Linked DNA regions of Sus scrofa: region 2 is linked to region 1. The links are chromatin contacts, called in public HiChIP or PLAC-seq maps. All regions are on one chromosome and are shown on one strand. The core of a region is the stretch at or near the end of the contact, and the rest is flanking DNA. Distances in the headings are between cores, read along the strand shown.

Region 1 (6,572 bases), core at 2,072-4,571:
CAGGCTAGGGGTTGAATTGGAGTTGTAGCTGCGAGCCTACGCCACAGCAAAGCCAGAATTGAACTGCATCTGCGACCTACACCATAGCTCACCACAACGCTGGATCCTCAACCCACTAAGTTAGGCCAGGGATTGAAACTGGGTCCTCATGGATGCCAGTCAGATTTGTTTCTGCTGAGCCATGATGGGAACTCCTCAATCTTGATACTAATACGTAGAACCCCATGATTACAGTTAAAATTTTCTAAGTAAAGACAAGGAGAATCCTTATATTACGGCTAATGTAATCATGCCAAGTATTTTAATACATCATTTTTTCCCCCTTTTTATGGCTGCACCTGCAACATATGGAAGTTTCTGGGCTAGGAGTTGAATGGGAGCTGCAACTGCAGGCCCACACCACAGCCACACCAGATCCAAGCCACGTCTGCAACCCAGGCTGCAACTTGCTGCAATGCCAGATCCTTAAACCATGGAGCGAGGCCAGGGATTGAACCTGCATCCTCACATAGACAACGTTGGGTCTTTAACTCAATGAGCCACAACAGGAACTCCCTAAAATATTAAATTATATAGCATGCTATGTTCCACTTGCTAAACAAGCCCCAGTGGAAGGCGGGATTCTGAAAACATCCTGGACCCTCCAGACTCCAGAAGTCGGGCATTATAGTAGGAAGCAGCCACTCCCAGGTCTAGAACATTCCAGAGGTCAGAGGAGGAGGAATATCCAAATTCATTTCCACTAAACTCTCCAAGAATCGCTCTTGCTCTTCCTAAAGTGACTTCTTTAGGAAAATGCAAGAATGACCCTACTTTTCAGCACCTCATGTTACACCGGAAACCACTTCTTCAGGAGGCAAGTGGCTATCTTTTCTTTCTCAGTAAAAGCCAAGGCTTCCAAGAGATAATACAACCAGACTGAAATATCTCCCGCCACCCTCTGCACTTATAAACATGCACAGAGACTCCTCTTCAAAGCTGAGGAGTAGAAAGCTCCTCTGGTGAAAGCAACCTTTTTTCAACCCTCTAAGAAAAAAAAGAGTCCTGAGGAGCAGCGAGCTGTGGGGCAACGGCACAGCCCAGCCAGGCCCCCTGCTTGCCGCTCACCATCCTCTGCCTGTGATGCAGCTGTGTCCCCAAGGACCATCACGGCCCCGGCAGGGCAGGGCAGGGCAGGGCGAGGATACATCCAGATCCGTAATTCCCAGTGCAGTACTGCAGACACCTGCTCTGTTGCAGCCACCAAGAAGCTGTCACCCCTGAGAGAGGCCAGCACATCCCAAGAGGGAGAGGTGCTAACTTGTACAAAAGCTGAGCTTAAGGGCAGCCAATCCCTAAGGATGACCAAACACCCATCACCTCTGGCTTCGCATCCCCTTGCCCTTTGCCGAGATGCATCAATGGCACGAAGCCTGAGCTCTGTCCCGGGTGCAAACCAGGGCTTCATGGTAACTGACTCTACTCTCTCCAGGCCTTACAAGTGAACCGTCCCCTTTTAGGGTCCCCTGGACATCTCCCCTTCTCCAGTGTCACATCCAGGTCTGGAGCTCATCAACCTGCAGGCTTAATCCATCACTCCTTCCTTCATCTGTCAAACACTTGTGAGCACCTATCATGTTCCAGGCACAATAACAAAGGAGGCCCATGGGAACACTGCACTGCTTCCGTCCCCCCAGCCTCCCAGTGGGGGAAGAGACAGCTCTGGATTAAAAACACATCACGATCCTGAGTAACACGAGTCAGGAAGCAAGGTGCGTCCAACTTCACTAAGGGGGCAGGACTCTAAATCAGCTTGATACAGACAGAGAAGGCTTCACACAGGCTGTGAGGTCTGAGCTGACTCTCAACAGTTAAGCAGAAGGATTGGGCGGGGGGAGATGATGGAAAGGGAGGGAACAATATTACAAAACCTGCAAGAGTGCCCTGGTTCAGGAAGGACCATCAGTTCAGCATGGCGGAGGTGCCAGATGCATGGAAGGAACAGGCGCTAAAACCTCATGACCACAATTAAACACTTATAAGTACAAGACTATGAGAATCCTTATATTACAGTTAATGTAATCATGCCAAGTACTGTATTACATAATCTGAATCAGATTCAGAAAGAAACAGGTCCCCCCAAGGAACCTGGAGCATTACCATTAGCAATGGCCAAGCGAGGGAGAAGGTCCAAACTTCAGCCACATTCAGCCTGAAGAAGTGTCTGACTTCACCACTAATGTGGAATTAGTTGCCAACATCTAAAAATTACACATTTGCAAATAAAAATCTGGATTCTTGGCTTCATAGAAAAAATCTGACAACACTGGGCCAACATCCCTACGTGGTAACATTTCTTTGGATCTGAGTGGCAGGTGTAACAGCTTAACCCTTTAGAGAGGATACCTATTAAAGCTGGAATTCATGACCATTCTCACCTGGCCCCTGAAGCCATGTGAGTCTGCAATCCTCTAGAGTTACAGTAAGATACATGTTAGGGGAAACAACACTGAAAGCGATACAGTGCCTAAAGTACAGCAGTAGTAAAACTGGAGGCAAGCGGGAAAGGTAGGAAGACAGCACAAGAGCACAGGAAGAGGTAACAAAAGTCCGACCTGTTAAGAGACTAAACCCAGCAAAAGGTAATGAGTCAAGAAATGTTTAACTCCCTTCAAGTACAAGAATAATTATTATGTAACTTTTTTGTGGGATCTATTCAAGGGCCAAAGACTATAGTAAGAGAATGGAAAAATGATTCAGAAATAATTTTCCATTAAAAAACCCGTGGCTATTTAGTAAACTGTGTGGAAAATCCACCCAAACGCCATTAATCAGCACAGACAACTGATGAGGTCCAGCAGGCACGGTCTGTGTGATTCCTAACCAGGTTCTCTGGTCCGTTTTTCAGCTGGGACAGAACAAATTCTCACTGCAAGCTTTCTGAGCTAAGCCCTTGAGAAGTGCTGTTTACATGCAGAGGGTGATATGTAAACCATTATAACGTCTCACACTGCGACCAGCAGTTGTTAAACTTTTCCTCCGAGGCAAAAGCCTTCCGAGACTTACACAAGCCGCTGACGTCAGCATGTTGGAGATGCCCCGGTCGCTCACGTCTACCTCCGGCTGGTCCTTTTCCCAGCTTTCCTCCAACTTTTCCAAAGAGTGGGACATGACCTGGACCAAACGACAGCAAAGCACGTGAGCAACGGCCAGGAGGGTGCAGGGGGAGAAATGAGGGAACTCTCAGCAGGCACTCTCCAGTGTTCCCCCAGCCCAGAGAAGTGGGCATCAGCTGGCAGGGTTCGGGTGCGGGGTTGGAGGATGGGGAAGGCGGGGCAGGAGAGGAGGATGGGGGGGCGGGGCGGGGCAGGGGAGGAGGATGGGGGGGCGGGGCAGAGGAGTGGGAAGGGTCCAGCACCATTCCCGCCGCGCTGGGAGAAGTAAAAACAAAGGCAACACACGCACACACGAATACTCACTGCGAAAGGCAGCACCTAACAGGTTGGGCGTGGAAACGACTGGATACCGCAGGGCTTTCCACCGCGGCGGCGACAGAAACACTCGGTCTGAACTAAAACATTCGAACCAGGAACACGCCCCGTCCCCCTCTCAGCGCAAGCGCACACCAGGGCAGTCTCAGCTCCACGCCCCGCCCGCGCCCCACCCTTCCCTAATTAGAACAGTTTACTAGAGGTCGCTCAGGGCGAGGCTCCGCCCATAAAAGAATGTGTGCCCCGCGGCCGGCCAATCACATCAGCTGATCCGCCTTGAGACTCCGCCCCACCAGAAGTGAGTCCGTCCCGCTAGTATTTGCTCGGATTCTGATTGGACCGGATTTGGGGCGTGCGCTTTAGTGTTGGCGCGGGCTCAGTTTGTGGGTAGAAGCCCGAGCGCTGTGGGCGGGAGCGGGAAGTCTCAGAGAGATGGTTGTACCTCAGGTTGAGTCCCGGGAAGCTACAAGTAAATTTTCTCAATGTGCGGATTCTTTAAATGCGGTTCCACTTACTGGAAGTTGCTATCCTGAGGCCCTTTCCCACAGGTGTGCCTCCCACTATATTGTGAACTCCTCAAAGCATGAACTTTGTGGTCTGTGTCCCTGGCGCCCAGGTCGCAATTGTGGACCCCAGGGTCACGTGAAGGGGATATGTACCCAGATAAATATGTAACTTATCTGATCTTATGCTAGGTTGTAGTTTAGTTTGCTTTCTATTAAATGATGATTTCCTTAAACAATTGTCTTTTTTAAAAAAACTATAATTTGTTTTTTCTTCTTGTAACCTTAAGCTTTTCATTATTCTCCACTGTTTGAAATCCAGTGAATTCTTAAAGACTTAAGGAACCTTACTTCTCTTTGATTTTTTTCTGTTCTTCCAGCTGAGCAGCTATAATTTCTTTACACTTGGTTCCTGCGTTTAAACAGACATCTTGCTGGAGTAACTACCCTCAAGTGACTTTCTCTAAAAGGATGGCAAAAACGTTAACCAATTGCCCGTTTTTATTTTTTTATTTTATTATTTATTTGTTTTTTTTGGCATTTCTTGGGCTGCTCCCGCGGCGTATGGAGGTTCCCAGGCTAGGGGTTGGATCGGAGCTGTAGCCACCGGTCTACGCCAGAGCCACAGCAACGCAGGATCCCAGCCGCGTCTGCAACCTACACCACAGCTCACAGCAACGCAGGATCCTTAACCCACTGAGCAAGGGCAGGGATCGAACCGCAACCTCATGGTTCCTAGTCGGATTCATTAACCACTGCGCCACGACGGGAACTCCCAATTGCCCATTTTTAATTGTCCTTATTTTGCCCACACCTTTGATAATTTGCCTAGCACGGAATTCGGGTTGAAAATCAGTTTCACTTAAGTCTCAATTGCATAGTTCCACTGACTTTAAATGTTGATATCCAGAGACATACTTGTCTCCTTAAATCTTTGCAGGGAACTACTGTTTTCCCTTGGGAATCATTTATGATCTTTTCATTATTCATCATGTTCTGATATTTCACCATACAGTCCCTGATAGGGTGTCTTTTTTCGTTTGTTTAGTTTTCACTGAGTCATTTTCAGAGGATGCTTCATTTCTCTCCTCCTCTCTGGAACTTGTTTTCTGCTATAATTTTGAAATTTCTTTCCTGTCATTTTATCTGATTTATTCTGGAAATCTATTAGATGGAGGACTCCCGAGCCAGTTTTTAATAGCTGTTTTTTTTTTTCCTCCTATATTTCCTTTTTAAAAATTTTATTTATTTATTGCTTTTTTTTTTAGGGCTGCCCCTGTGGCATATGGAGGTTCCCAGGCTAGGGGTGGAATTGGAGCTACAGCTGCCAGCCTATGCCACAGCCATGGCAACGCTGCTGGGAGCCACCTCTGTGACCTGCACCACAGCTCACAGCAGTGCAGGATCCTTAACCACTGAATGAGGCCAGGGAGCGAAACCGAAATTTCATGGTTACCAGCCAGATTCGTTTCCGCTGCACAATGGGAACTCCCTCCTTTTTTTTTTGTTTAAACTTAATGTTCTAGGAGATTTTCTCTTTTATCTTCCAAACCTCTATTAATAAATTTTAAAAATCACTTTGGCTATTAGTGAACCATACTTTTTAAGATCGCCTTCTTGTTTAATGCTGCCCTGCTTTTGTTTCATGAGTGCAGACTCTTCTCAAATATCTCTGAGGATAACAATTTTTAAACCTCTCTTCTGTTTACTAAATTGTTTCCTCCTGTCCCTTTTTTGTTAGTGTGTCTAGTTCTTTCCCTTCAGGCTGCTATAATTTCTCCTCTGTCAGGTAATTCCTGGTTGTCCTTTTGTATTTAAGCATGAGGTCCCAGCGACTTTTCTAGATAGCTGGCGTGGTTTCTTTCCTCTTCTGTTGTTAATGTGTGTTTCCCTCCTAGGTCATCATTTATTTTCTCTGGGCTGTTTGTTATATTTCTTCAAAGGTAGAACCCAATCTTATGGCCTCGGGTAGTCACAAGGCTGCCTTCTCAGGTGGAAGGAAATGGGGAATGGTGAGCACCAAGGAACAGCTGCATCACTTCCTGTCCCACCCTCTCACCCTGCACCTGCTACCCCACATCTGGATAATCCATGGAAAGTCAACTCCCAACTCTGCTGCATTCTCTTGAAATTGTTCTGAGCTACAGTTTCTTTTTGTTTGATTTTCAGCATGCTTGCATTCACTTTCGGTTTTCCAGAAATTTTTTTCACTCCTTTATAATCTCTTAGCATTGTTTTCACTTTTGCCATTACAAGTCTTAATGAAATGTGTCCCCTAAATTCCAGATTTATTTTTATTTTTATTTTTTGAGCACCCCCAGGCACATGGAGTTCCTGGGCCAGGGATCAGATTGAGTCACAGTTGTGACCTAAGCTGCAGCTGCAACAATGCCAGATCCCCAACACACTGTGCCAGGCTGGGGATTGATCCCACATTCCAGTGCTCCCAAGAGTCACGGATCCTGGTGCACCACAGTGGGAACTCTTCTAATTTTCAGATTTTTACTTATTTTTAAAAGTTTTTTTGGTCTTTTTTTAGGGCTGTACCTGTGGCATATGGAGGTTCCCAGGTTAGGGGTTGAATCAGAGCTGCAGCTGC
Region 2 (5,920 bases), core at 903-3,402, 880 kb after region 1:
ATGTCCAAGCATTTATTTGTTTATCTTTGTAAATGTGATGTCTCTCTATAGCTCTTGTCAATAAAGAATTGCTTGAAAAGAATTGTGTAATAATTGAGATACCTTATTTTTTTTTTTTTTTCTTTTTTTGGCTGCATGCATGGCATGTGGACATTCCTTGGCCAGGAATCAAACCCACACCATAGCAGCAACCCAAACCCCTGCAGTGACAGCGCTGGATCCTTAACCTGAGAGCTCTTGAGATACAAGTCTAGTATTACTGGAGTTTAAAAAAAATTCAAACCCACACAATATGCTCATGTGTATGGTTGCTCTTTAACAATAACGTTTTACATACATATCCAGTTGTATTTTCACTTTCTTACTGTGCTTTGATAATTTCCCAGTAGGGAGTGATAGGCTTCAGGGCCAGATTTTGACATTCCTGGGCCCTTAGCACTTTTCTCTTCCTGGGTCCCTTTCTCCATAGAAAAATAATACAAATATTTTATGACTGCATTTTTATAAATACAACTGTATTATCATGCAGGGAAAACATTTTCTTTGATCTAAAAGTCCATCTTTTTCTTATTTTAAAAGAAATATAAACATTTTTGTGGGCCCCTAAAATTGTGAGCCCTGTAAGCATTGTGCCTCCATGCCTAAGGATGAGTATTACAGAATTGGGTTATAGATTTGCAGACCAATTTAGTAATAAAAAGTTATTAATGTTCTTCTCAGGTGAACATTAAAGTAAGGGCTACTTATAATGGGGTTCTTAATAGGTAGTTTATTTATATTGTGGCAAAGTAAAAAAGGCATAAAATTTACCTCTTTATCTGATTTTAAGTGTACAGTTTGTGGCCTGCACTACCTTCACATTGTTTTGGGAGCTTTACCACACTCCATCTCCCGATCTTTTCGTCATCCCCAACTGAACTCAGCCTATTAAACAACTGACCACCTCACCCCCTGCCTTCACCAGAATGGGTAGCCACTTAGAGTTTGTTGTTAATCTTTTAAATCACTTTATAATTAGTTATATGGAAAACTTATGGAGATCTGGCTTATGCTGTCTAAGAATACATACGTTTGCATATGGGTTGTTGATGGTAGCATAAGAATATTCAACAGTGTTGTAGGTTGTCAGTGCGGTGTTGAAAGATTGAGATGTGATTGATGTGAGAGGGAAAAGGGGAGATGAATATTCCTGAGACAAATGTAGATAGGACGCGTTGAGGTAGGAATTTATGGTTTGCATGTAATTGGTGAGGTTGTTTGTATGCTAGGCAACTGTCTGGATTTTTTAAAAAGCATTGGCACGTGGTGTTAATCTATAATTTTATAAAACGTACAGGTCTGTTTAAGAGGATGGATTCAGGCATGGTGGAGGAAACTAGGAAAAGCGTTTCTGTTTGAGTAAGATTTGTTGTTTTTTAATCAAAATGATTTGTAACCAGCAACATTATAGAATTTACTGCATAAATTAAATAAATAACTTACATTAAAGTCTTTCTTCCTTAAGAAAATAATATTTAAAAATCTGTTTGGCCCTTAAAATATTTTTTTTTTTTTGAGTTACCTGTTTTAGAGCCGTGGTTGGAAAATATTCTCAAGTTTTAAGGAGGAAATAAAGAGCCAATTATTGCGAAATTTCATTTAGTCAGAGAACTGTGACCCAGAAACATGGTTCCAGTGATATTTCAAAAAACCCTGCTTAATTCTTCCTCTTTGAGAAAATCTTACTGATGTGTTCTTTGAACCACACATATGTGTGTGTTTGTTCATTGTTTTAAAGAAATACTTACGGTTATATGAAATACGTACTTTCTTCAAAAATAAATGCATACTTAACATGCCTCAAACATTAAAACAGTTTAAAGGATGGACGTTGACAAGTGTAACTCCAATCCCTGTTTCCTTCCCCATCCTCTATAGATAACCACTGTTGTTTCTTTCCATTGTTTCTCAACACAAACACAAGTGTATTTTCCCCGCATTAATAGACAATAAGTATGTCACATATGCTCTTCTACATTTGTAGTTACTTTATTCTTTAGTATGTCCTAACAGCCTGAAATGTTTAAATATGCTGGACCTAAAACTTTCAAAAACACTCTCAAATTTTTTTTCTAACTTCCTAAGATATTCACATGATCTTTAGTGTGCCGTTCCAGTGTCTGAGTAAGTACTGAAAAATGCTTAGCCAGTGAGGTCATGTGATGGACTGAAAACGTCTGTTTGTTCAGAATCAAGAGAACTTTCAGAATAATAGTAGCAGTTTTCTTTAACTTGTTGTCACATATAAATAGCTTTTGTCTATTAGTTTTGATTGATTTGTTTGTAGAAGATAGATGTGAGGGTAGGTGTTGATTATTCACAATAAAAAGTTAAAATTCTGTATTTGACATCCAGATTAATTTGTGCTATTTATAGCTTAACTTTCTTTGCTTAGCTTTTGACAAAAATATAGTTGACTGAGCGTGTAAAACATGATGAACTTTTTTCTTTACGTGGCTGAGGGGTCTATTAAGTCTTTTATTTAGATAGACTTAGAAGGATAAAATGATAGTCATTACTGACGTTTTGTGAAAAATATAAATAGAAGCTTTTGGGAAAGAATTTGTTAAAATTCGTTTTCATTGGCTTTATATTGTCTTATCCTGGACCTGGGCTTTGACTGTTTCTGATCTTCACCTGGAGGTTGATAGAATATTTCCTGATTTCTTTTAAGGGAAAAGTAGTCTGGGGCTTAGATGTCTTCAGGTTGGAAGGGCAGCATCAGGTTGAGAAACAGATTTCTTCCCTATATTTTGTAATAATCAGTCCTCAATTTACTGGCCTTAGGTTTTAAAATCTTTAGTGTTTTTTTATGAATAATAGCCAACATTTATTGACAGCTTATTATCTGCCGGTTCTTGTTTAAATGCCTTATTTTATTTAATCATCACAACAGCTCTAGGTACCCTTGAGTTTTTCTAGTTTACAAATGAGAATCTGATTCATTTTTAGGGTTTTAAGTGTAATTTAAACGAGGGGAGGATTACCAGCAGGAATAACATTAAAAGCTTTTTTTGGTAAAGCGTGGTCTTGTTTTCAAGGTATCTTTCACTTTCTTAATATCACAGAATTACTTCCATTGATTTCATACTTTCTGTATCCATCGTTTTTTCTTTCCTTTGACAAACAGTAAGTACTGCCTGGGTGTCATGCTTTAGCTTTACAGTGGTGAATAAAGCAAGCACAGCCTTTGTCCTCAGCTATGGTAACAATTTACCGAGTAGAAGATAGAAGTAAGTAAATAATGGACCAAGAAGACAGTGAGCAGAGTGCTTAGTGGAGAATAAAAGGGGAGACCCACTTAGATTGTTCAGGGAGGGACTGGTATGAGGGGGTAATAACATCTATACTATGATTTTAAAGTTGAGAAGAAGCAAAGAGTTGAAAGCAGAGGTCATTAATGTGGTGTATGTTATAAATAACAAATCAATATTGATACATTATTATTAAATAGTCTGTGGTTTACATTATAACTAAGGCTCACTGGGTGCTGTAAAGTTTTATTGATTTTTGACAAGTCCATAATGACATGTATCTGTTATTACAGTATCACACAGACTAGTTTCACTGTCTTTAAAATGTCCTGTTGTTCTACTGTTCATTCCTCTCCTTCCTCTTTCTGAGCCTTTGATAACCACTCTTTTTTTTTTTTTTTTAAACTATTTCTAAAATTTTGCCTTTTCAAAACGTTATTCAGTATGTGGTATGTAGCACTTTCACACTGGCTTCTTTTACTTAGCAAAATGCATTTAAGTGTCATCTATGTCTTTTCATGGCTTGATAGCTCATTTCTTTTTATTTCTGAATATTTCATGGTATGGATGTACTATAGCTTGTTTATACATTCACCAATTGAAGGATATCTTCATTGCTTCTAGTTGTTGATGATTGTGAATAAAGCCGCTGTCAAACATGTTTGTGTGTGTGTGTGTGTGTGTGTGTGTGCATGGACATAAGTTTTTAACGCATTTGGGTAAAAACATAGGAGTGTGGTTGCTGGATCGTGTGATAAAACTATGTTGAGCTTTGTAAGAAACCACCAGTCTTCCAAAGTCCCTTGCGATTTCATTTTTTTACATTTAGGTCTTTGATCTGTTAGGAATTTATCCTGTTGCGTAGTGTGAGGTATGGCTCTAACTTTGTACTGTTCTGTTTGGCTCCCTCAAAATTCTGACAGCATTTACTGAATAGTCTTTCTTTGTCCTTTCGGATTTGAAATTCTACCTTTATATACTACATTACCAAATGTATTTGGACCTCTTTTTTGAATTTTCCTTTTTGTCCCATTGCTGTATATCTATTCATGTGCTCTACCATGTGGTTTTAATTATTAAAGCCTTATAATACATTATAGTATGTGGCAGGGTTGGTTTTCTTTTTTTTTCTCCCGCAGTTTTTCTAGATACTCTTATTCTTCCCTGCTGTCAGCAGATAAACTTTGAAATTGGCTCTATTAGTTTAAAAACAAAATGATTTCTTTTTAAATGGGCCTATTTTTAAATTACTACATTACCTTTTTTTTTTTTGTCTCTTGTCTTTTCAGGGCCGCACCCACGGCATATGGAGGCTCCCAGGCTAAGGGTCTAATCGGAGCTACAGCTGCAGGTCTACACCACAGCCACAGCAACACCAGATCCGAGCTATGTCTGTGACCTACACCACAGCTTATGGCAATGCCGGATCCTTAACCCACTGATTGAGGCCAGGGATCGCACCCACAACCTCATGGTTCCTAGTCGAATTTGTTTCCGCTGCGCCACGACGGGAACTCCTACATTATGTTTTTGATATAAAAATTTTTCTACCAAGTATGTAGCCAGTCTTTCTGTTTATATCCTTTAGTACATTTTTAAAGTTTTCCTCTTATAAACCTCGTACATTTTTGATGAAGTTTTTTATAAAGTGTCTTGTTTTAGTCACTATTTAAGTGAAGTCTTGCTTTAACTGGTTGTTTGATGGGGGTTTTCTCTTTTCCAAGGTAGAATCGGAGCTGCAGCTGTATCCGGGAGAGAGTGATCCATTCTAAGGAGGAAATCGAGATGATGATTCAGGAGAAAGTAGGGATAGGATAGTCATAGGCGCTAAGTCCTTGACTAGACAGTAGAGTTTGGGATCTGATTAGGTGTGATTTTTCCATCTTTACTTGCCCTAGACAATGATTTTACTTTGGCATTTTGTTATGGTTTACATTTTTTTTCCCCTGTGTCCACAGCTTGCAGGAGTTTCTGGGCCAGGGATGGAACCTGTGTCATAGCAGTGACCCAAGTCACAGCAGTGACAATACCAGATCCTTAACCCACTGAGCCACCAGGGAACTCCCTGTTTTTTACTATGATTTTTATTTTTTTTATTTAATAATTTTTCTTTTTTCCACTATAGTGGTTTATAGTATTCTGTCAGTTTTCTTCTGTACAGCAAAGTGACCCAGTCTCTCTCTCTCTCTCTCTCTCACACACACACACACACACACACACACACACACATATACACATATTCTTTTTCTTACATTATCCTCTATCATGTTCCATTTATAAGTGACTGGATATAGTTCCCTGTGCTATACAGAAGGATCTCATTGCTTATCTACTCCAAATGCAATAGTTTTACTATGATTTTTAAAACTGTATTTTATAGAACAGGACCTATAGAATCCTAGTGATCTAGAGGTTGTTTCATAGATGAGGAAACTAAAACCCTGAGATTTTTTTTTTTTAGGGCTGTTCCCATGGCATATGGAAGTTTTCAGGCTAGGGGTCGGATCAGAGCTGCAGCTGCCCGCCTACACCAGAGCCACAGCAACACTGTGGGATCTGAGCCGTGTCTGTGACCTACACCACAGCTCATGGGAACCCTGGATTCTTAACCCACTGAGCAAGGCCAG

The links. HiChIP or PLAC-seq counts read pairs in DNA pulled down with a chosen protein or histone mark.
Region 2: an H3K27ac HiChIP or PLAC-seq map of alveolar macrophages shows a contact between it and region 1. The contact joins two enhancer-like sites. A contact is called at or near these places in 1 of 47 Hi-C or Micro-C datasets (embryonic fibroblasts) and 1 of 2 datasets of contacts at active chromatin or transcription factors (alveolar macrophages).

Annotation. Positions count from the first base shown.
Region 1 is chr10:43,093,685-43,100,256 of Sscrofa11.1, forward strand. No RefSeq gene overlaps it. Among named protein-coding and RNA genes, the nearest start is that of EPC1, 150 kb to the left of the region's middle. Within about 2 kb of position 3,322, at least 57 of the 83 cell types and tissues checked have an H3K27ac peak or open chromatin away from gene starts, as enhancers often do. A contact at or near this core is called in alveolar macrophages and embryonic fibroblasts, where this site is marked.
Region 2 is chr10:43,970,554-43,976,473 of Sscrofa11.1, forward strand. The region is part of intron 2 of STAM (signal transducing adapter molecule 1); the gene reads left to right. Among named protein-coding and RNA genes, the nearest start is that of STAM, 27 kb to the left of the region's middle. Within about 2 kb of position 2,153, at least 27 of the 83 cell types and tissues checked have an H3K27ac peak or open chromatin away from gene starts, as enhancers often do. A contact at or near this core is called in alveolar macrophages and embryonic fibroblasts, where this site is marked.